2 separate regions of the Oryctolagus cuniculus genome follow, and region 2 is linked to region 1. The links are chromatin contacts, called in public Hi-C maps. All regions are on one chromosome and are shown on one strand. Each heading gives the region's core, a stretch centred on a gene start, on an enhancer-like site or on the middle of the called end of the contact. The rest is flanking DNA. Distances are from core to core; before and after follow the strand shown.

What was found. Hi-C and Micro-C count contacts between places; a contact is called where the count stands out from the background.
Region 2: a contact with region 1 is called in a Hi-C map of an unstated tissue, with 2.9 times the contacts expected there. The contact joins two enhancer-like sites. A contact is called at or near these places in 2 of 6 Hi-C or Micro-C datasets (psoas muscle and an unstated tissue).

Annotation. Positions count from the first base shown.
Region 1 is chr5:5,344,655-5,347,354 of mOryCun1.1, forward strand. No RefSeq gene overlaps it. Among named protein-coding and RNA genes, the nearest start is that of QKI, 17 kb to the left of the region's middle. Within about 2 kb of position 1,262, at least 6 of the 8 cell types and tissues checked have an H3K27ac peak or open chromatin away from gene starts, as enhancers often do.
Region 2 is chr5:5,540,667-5,543,366 of mOryCun1.1, forward strand. All of the region lies in intron 3 of PACRG (parkin coregulated), which reads right to left. Among named protein-coding and RNA genes, the nearest start is that of QKI, 210 kb to the left of the region's middle. Within about 2 kb of position 1,400, at least 2 of the 8 cell types and tissues checked have an H3K27ac peak or open chromatin away from gene starts, as enhancers often do.

The DNA of each region.
Region 1 (2,700 bases), core at 12-2,511:
TTAATACTTGGTTATATAGAGTCCATTCTTTTCGTTTCAGTCTTTCGATCAAGTTCAGCGCATCCCCAAACAGTTGGTAGGTTAGCTCTGTAAATATGTAACCTACCTGCTTTGGCTCAGGCACTGTACAGTACGACTAAGGTTTTGTTTTTGATTTTGTAATTCTGGCATAAAACAATTCCTTGTCAAAATGGAGAAATTCCAGAGGCTACTTGACAGTCATTTTCTTTCATTCCAGTAAAAACCAGTATGGCCATTTGACATCCAGGTTGTCTGTCCCCTGTCCATTTCCATCCTTTCAGTTCATTGTCCTGATAAATCACACTTAGAAGGAAAAAAAAAAAAAAACATTTTCCAGCCTCTCCTCCCGTGGACTCTCCCTCCCCAACTCCTGGTAGCTCTGCAAACCCAGCCTTCCCAAACCAAGCGCAGGGAATCCCAACAGCCAAGAACACTTGACACTCTGGTTCCTGCCGAACGGGAGTTACCATTTACGTGCAGAACTTCTGTTGGACAAAATGAAAAAGTTCTGGAGATAAACAAGGGCACTTTGAAAAGTTCACAGAAAATGAGTACTATGAGAGAAAAGTATGCATGCATTTCAATCTTCCTTCCTTCCTTCCTTCACCAAAATAAGCTTATCTCATTTTTCCACGAACTTTTTTTGAGTTACCCCTGTGTCTGGTGATGGTCTCCCGACCTCGTGCAGGCAGTTAACGCCACTCAGCTGCGCACTTAAAACACGGCCAGATGTCACGATTTAAAAATCTCGGTCTTGCTCCCTTCGTATAAGGTGTCTGGTTTGCCAGATATCGATACAGCCCTCCAATGGTTGGCAGCAACCAAGAAGAATGGCCGAACCCTACAGCAATTTTTGTTTCTTTAAAAAAAAAAAAAAAAAAAGTGCGCGCGCGAGAACAAAGCGCACACATCCTTTGCCAAGCGCCTTTGGAACCCGGCTCTGCTCAAAGAGGCGGCCGGGACGGGGTGGGCTGGCCGGGATGAATGGCCCCCCGGGGACCACGGGTTGTGTCCCAAGGTCCCCCCCCCCCTTTCATCCTTTTATGGCCCTTCCCGATTCACATGCAGATCAGCCCAGATCAGCTCCTCGCTAAATACTCCTTTTCACTCGCGCTGGGAAGGTGCGGCGGTGCCTAAATATTCATGAGGGCGTGCGCGCTCGCTCGCGCGCTCTCGGCGCTCCCGGCCGGGCCCCCGGGGCGCCCGGCTGCCCGCGTGCCTGCGCGCACGCACCCGGCTCCGCCCGCGTTCCCGCCGCAGAGCCCGGAGGCGAGAGGGGGAGGAAGAGCGGCGGAAACTTTGTTGCCGGGCGAGAAACACAAAGTTTCGCTTGCTGCCCCGAGTCAGCAGGAATGTGCGCCCGCCCGGGGCTGGTCCGGGGCAGCCCGGCCTTCCCAGGGAAAACGCGGGACGGCTTCAGTGTTGCAAATAAAGAGTTTGGTGGGAAACAAAGGACTGGTCAGCGTTTTCTTTATCCATGGGGTGCAGATCCCTAAGGGGGCCGTCGCGGCTTTCACTGCACTGCTCTGTCTTCTGGGTGGCTCTTAGGGGACTGCTCTCCTTCCGTTAGCTGCGGCCCACTTTAAAGTGAGGTCTCCCTGCACCTGGGTATGGCGAAGGATGCAAATCACCTTCAATTCTACGCGACCATAATGATGTACGGACACGCTGGCGCTGAAATGCAGCTCTCTTCATGGCCTTAAGATCAGACTCCCACAAAGTCATTTTCCAACCTTTGATCACGCCCTTCCTTCCTGTTCGCACGCGAACTCCCAGGGCCACGCACAGCAGCCCCCACACGGCCCTGCTCTGAAGGGTGCTGGGTTCCTGCCATTAACTTTCATGTTTGTGCATTAGCACACGTGGAAAAGCGTGATTTTCTGGTTGTTAGTGGTACCCCTAAACTGGCATTTATGTTAATGTGTAGGTCTTAATATGCAACGAGATTACGGTTTTATCTGTTATTTTCAAAAATTCGTTCTGGATTCAAGACGTACGTAGGTTGGCTCTGCTCATCTGCATTCGAAAGGAGCGAAAACGTTGGGAAATTCTCCTCGGACCCCACCGCCGCCCCGGCTGCTGCTCCAGCTGAAGGAAGCAATGGCAGAAAAGGAATCCCCCCGCCCCCGACGTCCACTTGAACAAACAGAAGACCTCCCCACGCACTGACACTTGTCTCACATTTATTTTTATCTATTTGAATAGCACAGAGTCAGAGAGGGAGAGATCTGCCATCACTGGGTCACTCCCCAAGGGCGCTCCGCTGAGGCAGGCCAGAGCCAGGAGTTGGAAGTCACTCTAGGCCCCCGTGCGAGTGTCCAGGACCAGAGCAGTGAAGCCGGCACTGCGCCTCCTGGGGTCTGCCTGAGCTGGCAGTGGGCACGCAGGCACTCGATAGAGAAGCAGGGCGCCCCTCCCCTCATGATCTTCCTCCCTCTGCATTTCTGTGACAAACAGAATTAGTAAAATGCAGAACAGGCTCTCCTATGAAGGGAGTGTTCAAAAGTCCATGGAAAAAGCATTTTAGGAAAAAAAAATTATGCATGGATTTCAAAAACATTTACACCAAAATCAATTTATCAATTCCATTTTCTGCCACCCAAGTAGCCTCCCCCCAAAATCTGATTATTTGATTCTTAGCTATTCAAAGTCCAGAAAATAACTGACTAGTCCATCCGT
Region 2 (2,700 bases), core at 150-2,649, 200 kb after region 1:
AAGCAATGAAGCCCTGCTCTAATCTGCGAAGAAAGCCGGGCTCTTGGGCGTGGTCTCCAGTGCCCTCCCAGGCCTGTCTCCCCGCCCCGCCCCAGTGTACGTGCCCCTGGAGCACTGTCGCCTGGAGCCATCACAGGAATGCTTCCATCCTCATTTATTCATTCTTCACTCATTCAACAAATATGCATTAGTCATGCACCATGGCCTAGCACATGGTTCCATGACCGCTTCTTCCAAACTCTCAACTTCTGTCGATTCTTCAAGGTAGGTTTGTTTCATAGAACTTCCCTCACAGCAAAGGGCCAGCAGAATTTCTGCCTCTCTGAACTCAAGCCCTCCCCATGTCATATCTCCTACTCTTCCGGTGCCCAGCAAAATGGAGGGCCCTATTTTGGACTAGAGTTATAACCATCACACAACACTGTACCCTGTGAACTATAACTTCTGTGTCTTAAATCAGCCATTGTTATCCATACAATCATGAGATTACTTGTGAAGATTAAATGTGATAATACAGGTGGGAGTCCTACATTTACATCAAGGATTACTACTCCCTATGTATGTCAATGTTTAAGCATGCATTTTCTTAAATTCTTTGCAATTTTTTTGTAATGAAACCTGCTGAATGTAAAAAACACCCATAGTAATGGGTGGATACCACATCAACGTGGAGGGTCCCTTGCCAGGTGTATCAAAACTCTAGCGATTGTCTCCATAGCTCAGAAATTAGCGTTCTTATAGAGGAAGACAATGACCCTTATCAGTTGTCTTGTTTGGATTGTTTCTCTAGACAGGAGAACATTGCAAAGACCACTGATGCATTTTGTTTTCACTGAGAACTAAAATAAACCAAACTCTTGGTTTAAACAAAGCCTTAAAAGTGTTAGAAAAGTTCTCTAGGAACTTACATCTCCAGTAACTTACTCGTTTTAGGAACATGCATTTCCAGAAACGGGTGAGAGCAGTTACTGAGCTCATCGGTGGGAGCAGTGAGAGAGGCAGCAGCTTCTGCAGGACCCAGAGTGGAACACAAAGACCCTCCAAGAGTCCATCCCTTCCAGTTGGAAACACCGGCGCGATTAAGCAGGTTAAGCCTTAGGGCTGTTCCGAGGTGACCTGTTCGAGTTGGAGTTTGACCAAGAACCCTTAAGCTGTGTCCAAGAGCAGTAAAGCCGTAAGGACACAAAGTGATGAGGAGAGCACTCCGTCTGGCACTCTGGGGTGGCCCGGCCCAGATCCTGGCTGTCTCTTGTCTGAGCAATGCCACGGAGGGCAGCACCTCTAAACGCTGACCAGGGGGCCAGGGCACTGCAGGTTCCTAAGGTTTCTGTATGCCAGCACTTCATTCCAGTGAGCAAACAACATGGTGATAGGACCCGAGTGCAACCCCAGACTGCAGGGTAAGTGCTAACATGCAACCCTGCTGTCTGACTGGAAAACAAGAAGAGAGGGGCGGCTGGAGATCCGTGTGCACCGTTTTCCCACCGCAAACACATCATCTCTGCGCTCTCCCCCTGCCATGAGGATCCATTTCCAGGGATGAGTTCTCCCTCCAGGGTGGCCTTGCCCTCGAGGGGGAGGGGCGGACAGCTGGCAGGAGCCAGGGACTGGGAACAAGTTCACAGTGTTCGTCTCCGGGGACCTGGAGAAGAATGGAGAATTGGCTCTTTCATCTCTGGCCTCTGCTCTGCTTTTTGCTGCCCCTGAGCCTCTGCTGTCCCCAAGCGGCCGTGGAGCTGCTGGTGTGCAGGGAACAGGTCCCTAAGGCTTCCTGTTTACAAGGCTGCAGTGCTGGATTCCTTAACCCTTCGTTTGCAGACGGTCCCTGTGTGGCAGTAAAACGGTCCAGGGAGCAGGTTTTGAGCCATCCTGGCTCGGTTGAAACCGAGGCTCCAAAAGGTGGCCGCACACCTCTGAGCCCAGCATCTCCCGCACACGTCCTCCTCCACACAGGTGCCCACGCCGTTGACAGGACGATTGAGCGCTGCTCTGACTCCGGGGAAGGCTGTTAACCCGAGTAGTCAGAGACACATTTTGTGCTCCAGCATCTGGCTCTGCGGTTTGCAATCTCGGTGACCCTGGGCAAATGTCAGCTTTCAAATCCACGGGAAGAGAAAGAGAACGCCAGGGCGGCACCACACACGGCATCTGGCACCTCGTCACTCCAGCAGAGGCTGCAGCTACACTTAATGACTTGTGAAGCTGATTTATTGCACATTTTTATCCTAAGGAAACGGTTTTTTTGGCCTCCATATGCTTGAAGAGCCAAATAAATTGCTCCAAAGAATAAAGGAGGTAAAATGCCTTTTGGTGGTCATACCAAAACACCCCTCTCACAAACTCAGGGAAACTTCTTAGATCTATTTATTAGGAGCTTACGAGAATCTGCATATTAACTGATGCCAATTCATTATTCAGTAGGGAATATACGAGCTACTGCGGCCGGCGCTGATTGGTAGAACACTTGAGGCTCTATGAGAGTTTAAGGCTAATAGACCCAAGCCTTGCTCCTCCAATGGAGAGAACTGCTCATCTTCACAACTTCCTCGTCTTGCAGAAAGGGTCAATCAGGTGAACGGCTCACAGCTTTCCACTGGAGAAGCAATTGTGTGTGTGCCCAGGAAGTGGGCAGCAAAACCTAATCTCGAGTAAAACGCATAATTCCCTAAGTGGAAATGGTCAATGGAAGAGCAAGAAGAA